Regions from separate parts of the Mus musculus genome. Here region 2 is linked to region 1. The links are chromatin contacts, called in public Micro-C maps. All regions are on one chromosome and are shown on one strand. The core of a region is the stretch at or near the end of the contact, and the rest is flanking DNA. Distances in the headings are between cores, read along the strand shown. Region 1 has its middle 54 kb from the start of Gm24981. Region 2 overlaps Cdca2 (cell division cycle associated 2).

The links. Hi-C and Micro-C count contacts between places; a contact is called where the count stands out from the background.
Region 2: a contact with region 1 is called in a Micro-C map of brown adipocytes, with 8 times the contacts expected there. The contact joins two enhancer-like sites. A contact is called at or near these places in 1 of 39 promoter capture datasets (the 3T3-L1 cell line), 1 of 15 datasets of contacts at CTCF or cohesin (pro-B cells), 35 of 484 Hi-C or Micro-C datasets (the 3T3-L1 cell line, 3T3-L1-derived adipocytes, the AML12 cell line and 21 more), 7 of 115 datasets of contacts at active chromatin or transcription factors (embryonic fibroblasts, embryonic stem cells, extraembryonic endoderm stem cells and 4 more) and 1 of 9 other capture datasets (embryonic tail).

Annotation. Positions count from the first base shown.
Region 1 is chr14:67,616,944-67,624,357 of GRCm38.p6, reverse strand. No RefSeq gene overlaps it. Among named protein-coding and RNA genes, the nearest start is that of Gm24981, 54 kb to the right of the region's middle. Within about 2 kb of position 2,702, at least 28 of the 459 cell types and tissues checked have an H3K27ac peak or open chromatin away from gene starts, as enhancers often do. A contact at or near this core is called in the C3H10T1/2 cell line, brown adipocytes and pancreatic cancer cells, where this site is marked.
Region 2 is chr14:67,670,490-67,677,903 of GRCm38.p6, reverse strand. Cdca2 (cell division cycle associated 2) reads left to right here. Exons shown (of 15, transcript NM_001110162.1): 15 at 1-1,550. The coding sequence ends at 1,044. Among named protein-coding and RNA genes, the nearest start is that of Cdca2, 41 kb to the left of the region's middle. Within about 2 kb of position 4,908, at least 20 of the 459 cell types and tissues checked have an H3K27ac peak or open chromatin away from gene starts, as enhancers often do. A contact at or near this core is called in the C3H10T1/2 cell line, brown adipocytes and pancreatic cancer cells, where this site is marked.

The DNA of each region.
Region 1 (7,414 bases), core at 1,453-3,952:
ACAAAAATGGTAGGAAATTCTCACAGGCTAGGTTTGGGGAGTTTCTCGACCATTGACAAGGTGCTGGGCTCTGAACTGTGCAAGGACTGGCCAGTCTGGCTTCAGTTCTTTTTATTCTAGACTGTGGGGTAGGTGCAGGTTATCTATTGCTGTGTAACAAATCTCTACTCAGCAGCCCGTGACTCACAGTCTAGGACTCAACAGTCCACAGATAGCTTAACTGTGGCCTCTGGCTTGAGTCTCAAGCTGGCTCCAATTGAGGTGTATGTCTGTGGTCCACTGGGGAGGTTCCTGTGACCAAGCTCACCCAAGCTGCTGCTGTTGAGAAGCCTTGCTGCTTGGCTCTCTTGAGGACAGGACCTAATGTGGCAGCTGGCTTCCCTCAGAGCGAATAAGTGAGCAGGAAAGCCACTGGTCTCCTGTCACCTAATCTCAGCAATGGCATCTGGTCACTTCTCCTGGATTCCATGTATTAGAAGGGAGTCACTAGGTGCAGCCAGCACATTCAAGAGGGTGGGGATTACATAGGACAAGCATGCTAGGAAGCTGGATCATGCCAGCCATCTGCTACGTAGGAAAAACGTCAGGTGGGGATCCAAAGCCGAAGCTGAAACCTCAGGAATGGAGCAGAAAGTAGGAAGGAAGGGGCCATGGGGTGGGGGTGGTGCAGGGGTGGGTGTGTATGTCAAGTTTTGCAAAGACTGGAGCCTTGACTGGAGAGCCAATCATTACATTCATTAAAGATTTGAGACTTAGCATTAGCCTCAAAGGACTCCGAGCCCGAAGAATGATAAAGAAAGAAAGACACAGACACATGTGACTTCTGCTACATCCTTCAACCATCTAAACAAATGCACGTGGAAGGTATCAGCCCCATTTCATAGACGACAAGCTGAGGCCTGGAGGCCTTAAGTGTCCACTTCAAGATTAGGTGGTATTGTGGTCAGGATTGTACAATGCTCTGCAGATATACTGAAATCATTAAACTATACGCCCACAGCAAGCAAATTTTGTGCTGTGTGAATTAATATCTTGATAAGCTACTAAAATCAAAATACAACAGAAAGCTAAGGCTGGGAAGGCAGGATGTGGTACGGTGGGAAATTTCAGATCTAACTGATCTGGACTCTGGATTCAGTTTCTCAGGATGTAATAACCAAACACCACACGCTGGGCGTCTTCCACTGATGATGTTTGTGTTCGTGTGTTCTGGAGGCTGTGAGTCTGATACCAGGCTGCTGCCAGCGGGGCTGTTTTCTTTGGCGGCCTTAGGATTTGGCTTGTAGGTGGTCACCTTCCCTTCCTGGTCTTCATGTGGCCATCATGTCTGTGTCCTCATGGTTTTTTTAAGAAGGATACCACTCAAGTGGGACCAGGTTCCTCCAGCCTTTTTTCAATTTTAGCCCACCTTTTCTCACTCAATGTAATTAGGTTATGAGTTACTGAGAGCTCAAGCTTTGGAGAGACATATTTTAGTCCATGATAACCTACAAAAATTATGCTCATTTGCCTTTTTAGTCAATAGAAGACCACTATTATGTTTTTTAAAATCCAGTGTTAAACATTTATGGTTATAATATTATATATACATGTATATTATATCATATATATCATATATATGATATATATAATACAATATGTAATATATCACATAGTATGTGATATATTATATATACTATAAATACCATGATATGATAATAGTAACCATATATATAATATCATATATAGATGATACAATATCAATATCTTATATATGACATCACTATCATTATATATGATAAATATATGATATTTATTCTGGATTTATTAGTGTAGGACCGTCTTTCAGTTTTTGAAACAGGGACCTGTGTAACCTAGGCTGGCCTTGAACCTGCTTTGGAGTGGAGGATGACTTCCAACCCCTGATCCTCCCCTCCCAAGCCCCGGGATTAGACGAGTGCACCACCTCACCCAGTTTTATGTTTTGCCCTAGCAGAAGAGAACTGAGCACATTCTGATTTCTACAGATAAGCATTTGCAAATGGTAATGATTTAAAATAAATAGCTCATCATGCAATCTCTGGATACTCCTCAAATACACTGATGCAGAGCCCAAAAGAGAAAAAGTTGAGTTAAAAAACAATGAAGATGAATTACAAACTAATAACTTTAATATCTGTTAGTCATCTTTATCACTAAGTGATAAGTGAAATAAGAAAGCACCCAAGATGTGTAATATATACGATTGTGGTTGCAGATGTAATGCAATCTCCACTCTTGTCATAGCTTTCCTGATTGTTGCAAATGGACTCGGGCTTGTGCTGAGAGAGGGGGCGTCTGTTTGCTTGTGGAGGGTGGCTTCTCTTCCCAGGTTTTGCTGTGGCTTTTCTTCTGAGTCAGAGAGCAGCCAGTTCACGCAGAAGGAACACACACATGCTGTGTTACCCGAGGGGCTGTACAGAGGACAGAGTTTGCAAGATGTCCAGACAGCACAGGTTAGCTTATTGGCATTCTGATATGTTCAGTTTTGACATCTGAGACATCTGATAGTCCATTTAACTTTCCGGGGCAGGCAAACCTCAGTTTTAGAGATACTTGACCTGGATGCCTGTGGACTCCCATACAATCAGCCCATCAGGGCTTCACAGTCTGAAGCTGCCTGTAGTGTGTCCTAGACTCACCACAGTGCCATGTGGTCTGTGTCATTGACATCTGACCACTGGTGACCAACCTGACCACTGGCCTTGTTTGGGTTGATCAGAGCAAGAAACCCAGACACGAGCCCATTGAATGAAAGCCCAGTGTGTTCTTAAGGAAAATTCCAGGATAATTGGATCTAAATGCTTCCTCCTGTTAACTAACCCTTAGACTTCAAGGACACAGGAGAGCCCCTGTTATCTCTTTACAAATCAGCCACAGATCTTAGAAAGAATTGACTGTCACTCAAGACTGCCCTTAAGTCTGCTTCCTCCCTCAATTACGGAAGCCTTTGCAGAGCCGAGGCCAAATGAGTCTATAAAAAGGACTTATTTACCACTTGGCACTTACCCGCCAGCACTGTGTACTCTCTCTCTGTTTCTCTGGTTCACATTTATTCTCTCCACACCCTGTTTTCCCATCTTTTAAACCAATTAGGGAACTGTAGGTTTGGCCCAAGTACCACAAAAGCTGTTCTTTTTGAGCACTGAATTTTTCAGTCAACAAGGAGAGGCCAGCCAAGATCCCTTTATCTCAAAGACAAACAAAAGCAGCTAATGAGGGAGGTGGGAGGGCTGGAGGTGGTGCATTCTGGAAGCTTTACTCATTCTTTGGAGGAGATAGCATGATTTTATGCAAATTGGGATTCTATGCACTGGATCGGCTCAGCCAAGAATCTTGCTAACTTACAGCTCTGCCCCACTGGATGGCAACAGAGAGCTATCTATGCCTTGGTCTCTGTAGTTGGAATATCTTTCCCTCTTGCTGAAGGGGAATGAATCTTTCTAGTGGAACAATACTAAGAATTTTGCCCAAGAAGAACTGATTCTTGCCTCAGTTCTCCTTTTGCAAAGTTAGCCTATGTTTCATATTCAACATGCTTGTATTTTTTTAATTTATTTATCAGGACAATGAGCTTGACACATATGACTGGTGCATTGAATTCATAGGTTCCACATCCTCATATCCAGCCAGCAGAAGATTGGGACTATTAAAAAAAATCTGTATATATGCTCAACACATACAGATTTTTTTTTTACCTTGTCATCTTTGCCTAAAGAGCATGGGACCATAGCTACTTGCATAACATTTCCATTGTGTTGGTAGGTGTTAGAAATAATCTGGAGATGCGTTACTCTACATGAAGGTTGCACAGAGGTGATGCACAGATGCTACACCATTTTATAGAGGAATTTCAGCATCAACAGATTTGGGTGTTTGGGTGTCCAGGGATCAGTTTCTGTGGATACCAAAGGATGACAGCACTGTATTGTGTTTCCCAAGAAAACCACAAAGCCAAATTTCCTCTTCTTTCTTTTAATGATATGTATTGCTTTGAAAATACCCCACCCCCACCCTCAGTAGCTGCACTAGCTGGGTATGAAATTGAAGGCAACAGTAAGACTTGGCTTTGGTCAGATTTCATGCTGAGTCTCCCACTCGGAGCAAGTCACTGACTGGTCTGAGCAACCAGAGGAGAGCATGATGTTGATGGGGCTGGGCAGTGGAAGGGAGGAACAGCGGTGCTCACGTGGCTTTCCACACAATGGGAGAAGAAACCTGCCATATCCACTCAACACCATAGCCTGGGAAAGCTGGTGCTCTCCAGGACTCAGCAGTTGACACTGTTTAAAAGTTCAAACGATTGGTGAGGAGATATGGAGCAAAGAAGAGAGACCAGGAAACGGGACTTCTGTCGTAGCCATAATGCTACCAGAAGAGCCAAGAGTGCCCTTTGAGTTCACTGTGCAAAGAGCAGCCTGTTGCAAACTTGCCTGGCATGAGGGAGAGAAGGGGAAAGAGAACTCGGGGGAACAAGGAGACCAGAAAGAAGAGGAGAAAGAAGGGTGGGGCTGGAAGATGACAGAAAGTCACGATGAAGGTCACCCACCCTGGCTAGAAGCCCAGAACCTCAGGTCCAGGGCCATCTGCTTGGCTCCCTGCTTGAGTACCCTCAATCCCTAGTTGAGTGCAGGGCACGGGCAGAGCTAGATGATAACCATTGGTAAGTTCAGAGGTCCTTGGGCTGACCCTTGAGAGGAAATCCTTGTGGCTGATGGATATGTAGCCCGGGAAGTCTCTTTGAGGACTTAGAAATCCCCAAACACCTCCTCTCGTCTCTGCCTAGCTGAGAGTTGGAGCAGGGCTGTACAGGATTCCAAAACCACTTCACCCAGGATCAGCTGATGACTGTTCACGCCTGTGGCCCGAGGCTCTACAGAGGGGTCCAGGCCAGCGCAGAGCCTGTCTGGCCTAGGAAGCAGTCCTGGCAGAACCAGGAGGAAGAAAGACAAAGACCCTGAATACTGCAGTGGGAGACTTCAGAAGATACAACTGGGAGGTCCAAAGAAGTCAGAACTGAGGAGTGGACTTCTCTGGGGATGTCTTTTGAATTGAATCAAGTAGTATCAGTTCGTATTTACATAACCTTATATAACAAGCCAAACAAAAGAAGATACTTCGGGGCCAAGAGCATATTGAAAAGACAAGAGAGGGAACTTCTCAGGAGAGAAGACAGAATTCAGGGCTATCTTTGGATTAAATAAGAAACTGCTTGTATATTTAAAGCCATTCCACACTCATTTATTGCGTTTGAAAACAGTTCCCGGATGGCAGCGTTGGGGACACGAGCTGTTTCTGAGCCCATTTTCGGCTTCTCGTTTGTCTAATGAGCGATTTGAGCTTTTGCTTCGGTACCCAGAAAAGATAACACTGTACGCCGGTATAGGACATGGCACAGTCCCAAGCATCACTATGCCTGTCTGACCCAGGCAACTACTACCCTGTCAGGAGGGCTCGGCTCACATTTCTGACTCTCCAAGTGCAGATATTTCAGAAAGTGCAAGGTGACTTAACCAGAGTCACACTTGCATATAGATGCCCCAGTATAGGGGAATCAAGGGCAGGGAGGTGGAAGTGGGTGGGTGGGTGGAGGAACACCCTCATAGAAGCAAGGGGAGGGAGGATGTGTTAGGGTGTTTCTGGGAAAGAGGGATACCAGGAAAGGGGATAACATTTGAAATGTAAATAAAGAAAATATCCAATAAAAAAAAAGAAAGGCCTCGAGACTCTAAGCCTAGTGTCTATTTCACACAGTTCAACGATCGTTTCTGCATAATTTACAGGCTCAGGTATCCATAAGCTGCTTTAGTAAATATTTATTTTTACCTTTTAGCATTGTCATTATCCTCTGCCTCCCTTTATAAAGCAACACCATAGCTCAGCATCAGAGACATGTCATAATGTCCTTTGCATCCATGGCAGTGTGTGAGAAGATTCCAGGGTAGAGGGATGGAGTAGGAGAATTGGAACTCCTTTCTACCTTTCCAGGACTGCAGCAAGCCCTTGACTTTGATCCTGGTCGCAGCTCACTACTCTCCTCTCCCTGTAGTTTGTGCATGTAAGGTATCTTCAGGAGACTAGGCAACTAGGCAACATACTACAAGGATTATTATTATTATTATTATTATTATTATTATTTCTTCTTCTTCTTCTTCTTCTTCTTCTTCTTCTTCTTCCTCTTCCTCTTCTTCCCCTTCCTCTCCTCCTCCTCCTCCTCTTCCCCCCTTTTCCTCTCTTCCTCTCTTCCTTCTCTTCCCCCTTATCTCCCCCCTCCCACCTTGAGACAGGGTCTCATATATCCAGGCCGGCTGCTAACTTACTATATAGTTGAGGATGATGACCTTGAACTTCTGAACCTTTTGCTTTTGCTTCCAGGGTACTGGGATTGCAGACGTGCATTACCATGCCTGGTGACTGCAGCACTGGAGGTCAACCCCAGGCCCCTGTGCATGCTAGGCAAGCACTTCATGGGCCGAGCTCTAAAGTCCCAGCCCAAGAATGTTTTCTTAAACGATGGGCTCCAGCTTCTCAAAGCTAGAGGGATTTACCTGGTAGACGATCTGAAGGGGTCAGGTTTTTTTTTTTTGTTGTTGTTGTTGTTGTTTTCTGTTTTTCTAACTGGAATACATTTAAGGTACCCTCATCCTGACCGATTCTTGGGCTCCATTTTCGATCATTTTTAGTGCAATGAGTTTGGGGAGTGTCTAAAGCCTCAGAACCACATTGGCAGGCTGTAAAATGGTTCTTAGACTCTTCTTCAAGCTAGCCACTCTGTGGTTGTTCTTCTAAATCACTGTGCTCCCCAGCGGGACCGAGAACGGGCCCTGATGGAGCTGCCGGCAGCAAGACTTCATTAGACACTTCCTCATTTAATCTTCTCATGTAAAATATTCCTAACACCAGGTCCCTTGGCAAACGCCCTGAAGAAGTTTCATTTCAATAATATTGCTTTGTATTTATATAACCTCTATATCCAAGGAGCTTGAAAACACTTACGGCCCGTGCTTCATTACTGAGTTTAACCAAAAGAAAAAGAAAGCCAGCTTATTTCCCATGAACAATTTAAGCTCTCCCTTTAGAAGGTAGAAATAAAATAATAGCTAGCTGACAGTAGGGTACATTTGTCTTCCAAGGAGTCCACCATCATCTGGGTACTGAAACTACCAGAGAATATGAAGAAGACATCAAGCAAGTATTTAATTGAAAGTTACACAGCAAGGCAGGGGCAGAGTGGAAACCAGAGACAGACCTCAGCATTCCATTCCTGAGTGCGGGTTACAAGTCTGAGGGCAGTAAATTAAAGGAAGATGGGAGAAAGTGACTTCCTTCACCATTCTTGTTGTCACAGGCTTCTCCCTCAACCCCTTCTCAGATTGGAAAAGGAAGCATTTTCCAC
Region 2 (7,414 bases), core at 3,659-6,158, 51 kb before region 1:
TCTCAGGTCTCTGACAAGTGCTGCTACCTGTTGCCTCTCACTACTGCTTCTGAGCGAGGGCCAAATGCCAGTACCAGAGACACAGGCAGTGAAGGGAACACCAGAGCGGAGAGTAAGTGTCAAAGTGCAAAGGAGCCAAAACCCGGGACCAAGATGGAAAGCGGTCTTGTGCCTCGGGCTTCTGTGACCCAAGATCACATCGTGTCCAAGAATCCAAAACCTCTGGGCAGCCCTCAGAGCCAGGACCTTTTCAAGGCTGGTCAAAATTTGGAAAATCCTTGTGAGATCCTTATTGTTTCAGAAAGTATGAATCTAAAGTGTGAGAAAGAGAGTGAATGCTTAGCTCCACAGGGGAGTCTGCAGGGCAGCCCTGTCTCTACTGACTCAAAAAGAGACCTTAACTGTTCAGAAGATGTCCTCATTCAAAATATAAAAGAACCCGCAAGCCACAGTGAGAATGTGGGAAGGAAATGTGCAGGGAATGGCAGCCCTGGCAGTGGGAGAGAGAGGAAATGGAGAAGACGCACAGTGTGTTGTGGGGGTCAGAGTTCATACCTGGAACAAAATGGGAACCCTGCGTCTTCCTGCAGTGGGGAAAACTTTGTGGAAATTAGTTTAGAAAGCGTGCAGCTGATTGAAGAGCTGTCTAACACCATAGAGCAAAGCTTTCAGAGAACAAGCAGTAAAACCAAGGTGAGACGCAGCACAAGGCTCCAGAGAGACTTGGAAAATACAGGGCTTGTGTGGCTGTCTCCAAGTCCTTCCACTTTGCAGAAGCCCAGAAGGAGAATGACGATCTGCACCTTAGACAGCAGGGGATTTGAATGTCCATCCTCCAAAGAAGAGACCATATCCTCAGGACAAAACCCAGGGCCGCTGCCCGCTGTCTCGGGCAGTGAGAGCCAGGGTGTTGGTTCTTCTGCGCTACCTAGGAAGAGGAGAAGCCTTTGTGGGTCTACCCTCACAGATGCTAACAGTGCCACCCAGCCACCAGACTGCAAGAGAAAACCCTCGCTCAAGGGAGAAAGCGCTCAGCTGCCCTGAGGGGGCTGGGCCCAGGAGAACAAAGGCAGGAACAGACAATCCCACCTGGCATTGGCTCTTAGGGAAGAGGACCCAGCTTCCTGTAGGCCGCTTCAGTGCATTGCACATTTCTAATAAAAATCATTTGAGTTATGATGACTTTAAGTAGAAATACATTAATTTCTTTCTTCTCCCTCTAAATATATTTGTTTGTCTTTTTGTTTTGCCTTTGTTTTGTTAAAGCATTCCTTTCTAGATCCAGCAATGTGTTTCTGCAGTTTTATTCCTTTTACCATTTACCACTAAAGGCTTTGGCTGTTCTGGAAAAGGACCTTTAGAATGACTTATTCTTTTCTTTGGGTTAAATTGACCAGCTTTGATGACTTCATTGTCTGTCTCAAATCAGAGTTTTCCTTTGCTAATTAAGTGACAATGAGGCCCTGTATTTGAAATTTTAATTCATTGACTGGAACTCTATAGAGAAACTATTGTAAATGAATATGTAATTAAACATAACTGTGCAGTCATCCTTCCAGATTGTTCAAATCGGTCACAGGTAATCTGAGTTTCATTCATTGTTTCCTGTTACGTTTACATTTGAGAAGTAGAAACTTAGAAGTGCTCCAGGAAATGTGTTTACCCACATGAAGCTTGGTGTAGTTGCCGATTTCTTCTAAGCGTCTCCCTGCACTTGAACTTTGTATCCTAATATCTAGTCTATTGCTTGCCTGCTCCCTCAGCGCTAAGCCTTCTACAACCTCCTAGTCTCGGTGGCAGCAATTTAAATATCTAAACCACCAGTAGACCTAGAATCTGCAAATCTTATCATTAAACAATGGCCCCAGAAATCCTTTAAATCATTAGCTGTCCTTCAGCCTGATAGCAGAAACATGTTAACAAATAGAGCTCCCTATAAATAACACACCAGGGAAGAAAGCTCCTGCTGGGCGGCCCATTTCCCCCTCAGAGGTGGAGCTATTTGTTACCGCCTTGGCACCGCCAGGTCTGGAGCCCCTGCCGGGAAGGACTGATGTATTTTACATTAACAGGCAAAGTGAGCCCCAACTTCTTCTGCTCAGGGGCGACTTGTCCAAAACTTTCTTTTATCTCTACAAAATCATTTATGTGCTTTTCTCTCCTGTGTGTGTAGTCACTAAGTCAGGACCACTAAACACACCAAAAAGAGAACGAGTTAACTTGTTTAGAAATGTTTTAGGTTGAGTGAGTTTTAAAAAGGGTGGAGAGTCCCAAACCCAGACTTAGCAGCATGTGTAAAAGGCCTTAGGCTCTCAGGACAGTTTTAGTGTTCACTGATTGCTATTTGCCTCTTTCTCTGTTACGGCTTTGTTAACTCAGCTGCATCTGATGGGCAACAGTTTACAAACTCGATTCTCAAAGTTCTGGCTGATTGTGGTTCAGTTTGTCTAATGTCAACTTGGTACCTACAGTAAAACTGTAAGTCCACTCGACAAATTATGTTCATTCTAAAATGTTTCATTATTAATGAATGGCTTGGCTGATATTTATAGACGTCCCTTAAACCAGTGGTTCTCAACCTTCCTAGTGCTGCAACCCTTTAATACAGTTCCTCATGTTGTGGTCACCCGCCCCCATAACCATACAATTCTTAATGTCTTGTTACTTCATAGCTAATTTTGCTACTGTTGTGAATCATAAATTTTGTTTTCCAATGGTCTTAGGTGACCCCTGTGAAAGGGTTGTTCATCCCCAAAGGGGTTGTGACCCACAGGTTGAGAACCACTGCCTTAGTTTCTTAAAGAATATTAAGGGGCCTAATCTACCATATCTCGCCCGTATCAGATGCTTAGTGTAAAGTTAACTTCTGTGTCTGATCACAGTTGCTACATCCATCCCCTCCCTCATGTCTTTTCATTAATGGTAAACCGAAAATGCTATTTCTTTGCTTTAAATCTTTTTTTTTCTAGAAGTAGCTAACCCTGGATGCTTACCTTAGACTGTCTCTGGTCTTCCTTGATTCTGTCCTTGCAGATATTCTCATTTCTTCCAGAAGATGGCAGTGTGGTTCCTGCAATTTTCCTTCCCTGGGCAAACATGAAGGCCAGGGCTGCTTGTACCTACTGTGGCTTGAACTTCTCTTATATTTTCCCTCAGTTTTTATCAGAAATTGATGAGTATGTGTGGGGAAATCAGAGGACAAATAATTTAAATGAAGTATAAACAACTTTCTGTGTACAGAAACTCAGCTGTCATGCCTCTTCCAGACATCTTGTGCCCATCAAGTGTGGTTTGCCAGTGTTGTCTATACATGCATGCATACACACACACACATGTATTACGTATGTATGGATACATTAGATAGATAGATAGATAGATAGATAGATAGATGTTAATTTGCAGCCTCTACTCCACAGAGTCTCATGACTGTCAGTGTTACTGAGGACAGCCCTGTTGCCCTCAGTCTCTCAGCCTTATGTGGAATTATTGCCTTTGGACAAATGAGGATGTGAGTTGTTTCCTTCTTTTTGGTTCTAGGAGTTGATGACAGAGCTGAAGTGATAGCTAGATTCTCTTCTGTAGATTCTGGAAAGTTCCTCTGACATAGAGCTAGCATCTCAAGTAAACCAGCTTACAAATGCTGACCTTTTGAAAAGAACATACTGTTTGAACTTTGGAAAATGTATATGGTTACACACCACCTTGACGTCAGAGTAATATCATGTCTGACAACCCAACCCTCACCCCTAGCTCTTACAGCTAATGATTTGAATTCAGTTGTACTTTTTGCTTTTTTTAGAATGTCACAGAAAAGGAATCTCAGATGATTGATTGATTGGTCAATCGTTTGTGCCTATGTTTTAAACAGCATAATGCTTTTGAGATTTATCTGTGTTCCATGTTGTAAATGGTTCCTGCTTATTGCTGGATGTCACTTCACTCTGCATATTTAGGTTATAAGATTTGGGGCTTTGTTAAGGATAAAGTTATATACTGTTCAAATGTTTCTTTTTACAAATACACATTCCCGTTCATCATGGAGACTTACTTAGAGCTAGAATCTTGATTTGTGTCTCTCAGTGGCTGGTAACGAACATTTCCCTCTGTTTGCTGTCCTTGTGCCCTTGTCTGTTGGGGTGTCTTACCCAGGATGTTTGTTATTAGTACTGAGTTGAAAGTTTGTTGCATACTTTTTGCATTTTTGCATACAACTCCTTTACTAAGTTTTTTCTTACTAATATTTTCCCCATTCCATGGCTTATTTTTTTGTCTGTTTTCTTGGTATTATCACTTTAAGAAAAGGTTTTCATTTTGTTGAAGTTTGAATTTATTTATTTTTCTTTTCTTCTTTTCTTTAATGATTCATGTCTTTTGTGTCCTAAGGATAGCCAGGCATGGTGTTTCATGTCAGTAATCTCAGCACTGGAGAGGCAGCAATTATTGTGAGTTCAAAGGTAGCCTAGGATATTTAGTGAGTTCTAATCTTTTCCTGTCTGTCTCAAAAGACAAAAAGATAAAAAAAAGACATTTCCCCAGATCAAGAGCACAAAGATTTTTCTAGAAGTTTCATGGTTATATTTCTTGATTCGGTTTTCTATCTACTTGGAGTTCATTTCTGTGTGCCATAGATGCTGGAGTGGCCTTTTGTTTAAGTGGAAATCAGCAGGCACCATTTGTTTAAAAGCTCATCTGTTCATTAAATTGTGTCAATACCTTTGCTGAAATCATGCTCCTGTGTCTGGGCCTTATTCTGTTGGTCAGGATGTTTACCAGTGTCACAGCATCCTGAAGGCTCTTCTCCTTGGGCTGTGAGTTTTATCACTGTTTACTTATGGGGATAGACTAAAAGCTAGCTGAAGCAAAGGGTTAACCAGTCTGGGGGGGGGGGGTGCTTCATCATACCCAGAGTACACTCCCTTTTGGAGACCATGAGTCAGGAGTACAAGCATCCAGAGAAAGGGTGGGAGGCCAGCTTCCCTGGAAGTTTGAGCCCAGTGAAAGTTTACTGGAGTTCATTTGCATCAGGACCTTAGGGCCCTGATCATCGTTTACGATAATTAGCTTTATTTAGACATTGTCTTAAATTAAAGTTCAAAAATAGGTTTGCCTTTTTTTTTAACAAAAGATAAATTTGTTTCATTTATTTTCATAAAGTATTAGAGTTTAGTTTACTATGAAACCTGTCATTCCATGCTTAAAAAGTAACCTTAAGATTTGAAAACTGTTTCTTACTAAACTGGCCAATTTCCCTGCACCGAGTCATTCCAGCGTTCCAGCATTTATTCAGCAACTACTGTGTGTGGGCATTGTTTCTGAAGACTCTGCTCTGTTTTCTCCAAGAGACAAAGTAATGGTGTAGGGCAGGCTTATAAAGGCCTCCCCAGCTCCCTTCTGCCCTCCAGGTGGGACCAGCTTCTGTAGGTCAGGCTGCTCTGCTTCTTCGGAGGATCGGAGGGACCGTCCCTAAGAGGCACATGCTTTACAAACACCCTCTCATTTCTTCTCCTGTAGGCTTTTCTTGTGCATTCCCCCCACCCCTGTTAGGTTTTAACCAGTGAGTACATCTTAGTGAGGCATAAATGTGGAAGACTAGTACAGAATTAAACAATAAAAATATAAAGACACTTCTCTTCTTACACCTTTTAAAATCTGCTGTCACATCTTGGTCTCAGCAAATCCTACTTAAGTCTTAGATCAAGTGAAGTTGTTATTAAACTCAAACAAACACACACACACACACAGAGCAGAATTCTCTCTTAAATTCACTGGAAAATTGCAAGACCTTACATAAAACTGAGCATAGAGTGCCATGACCTAACAATTTCAAATATGTCCAGTATGTCACTTTTGGGCATTCTTTAATCCTTTTCTTTTTTAGTGATTCAGCAATAACCTAATTGTTCAAGCGAGGAGATGAGTAATTATTGTCACTAAATAGACATTTTTTTCTTATGTCTTCAACTGAGGTCAGACCCTAAAGATTATCATCCTAAGAATTTATTACAGAAGTAAGGGATTGGGATTTAAGTCTTTTCTGAAAGTGTCTGTTTTGGTATGTTTAAGCATTATGCTATATATGAAAAGAAAAAAATGAACATAAGAGTCCTAAGGAAAAAACAGTTTGTGTTATATAAGGGCTGGTTGGAACTTTGTCATTAAGATTCCCACTGCCCAGTTGAAAATACCTTCTTTTAGGTCTCTTTACTTTCTCATTTGTCCAGAATGTTTAAATTGAGTGAGTTGTTTGCATTGTGAAGAAAGGATGCTCTGCAGAGCCACAGGCAGCTGGTATTTTAGGTTTAGATAAAGGAAAAAATCTGATTTCCAAAAGCTGAGATTTTGCTCTCTGGGATCTCAAGGAAGCTCTTAGACTTGTTTGTTATTTTCTCATTTTTTTTTGGCCTTAGTCACCTTTAAATTTTCCTGCTTTATGATATTTCTGCTTTGAGAGAGGCACTATCATCTCCAACCACACTGCATCTCCAGTTTTCTGATACCTTGAGTGTGTGGTGGTAAACAGAATTAAATGTCATTTCCTTCACTGAAGGCGCCTTGGGTGTTTACAAAACTGTTCTTTCAAATGTCTGCTTCAAGTATTGAAATAATTTTTTCAGTATGAAATTGACATCAGGCAGTTGAAATTTCCTAGCAGGAACTGAGAGAGTGGTTTTCTTTTCAGAAGGTAAGTTGTATGATTTTCTACCTGACATTTGAACAGATACAGCATGCCTATTTTTCGTTGTTCGTGCCAGTATTGTCTTTTCTTGTTTTAAACTTAAAAACTGAGAATGAAGATTTTAAGAATATTCCCCAACTCAAACCTGAAAAACCTGGTGTTAGTCTTGGGTGGTTTCCAGTGACCCTCTGCCTCCTTCTTCCTGCCCCCTGTGTCGATTTGGAACTGGGCAGCCATTTTTGTTTTTGGAAGGGAAAGGAGACAGATATAATGAATGGCTTTTATTGTGCAATATTTCAAACTCTCTTGAATGCATTCGAATGGGATGGAAACCGTTCTGCCCTGTGTCATAGCCAAAACAAACACAACAGATTCCCTAAACCTGGACGAGTGTTTCTCTCAAACTGGCAACAGAGTTCAGCTCCCAGGACAAGAATTTGGTTTGACAATTTTTAGCCCTTGTTCAACTAAATATTAGGAGAGGTCACAGCCAAAGCAAATACCATGGAGGAAACTTAATGCACATATTTACAGCTTACAGGTAACTCTTTTTTTTTTTCTTAAAATGTTAGAGATTTGTCTTAAAAAATTGCATTTGTAGTGGTACTTTTAACTAGACAACTTTTGCTAATATTTTTAAGAATGAACTGCCTGATAATACTAACTCCCAATGTAAATAATTCCAGAGAGGTCCCAAAAGAGTGATAAATGCTTGAATTTAAGTATTTAAACATTTAG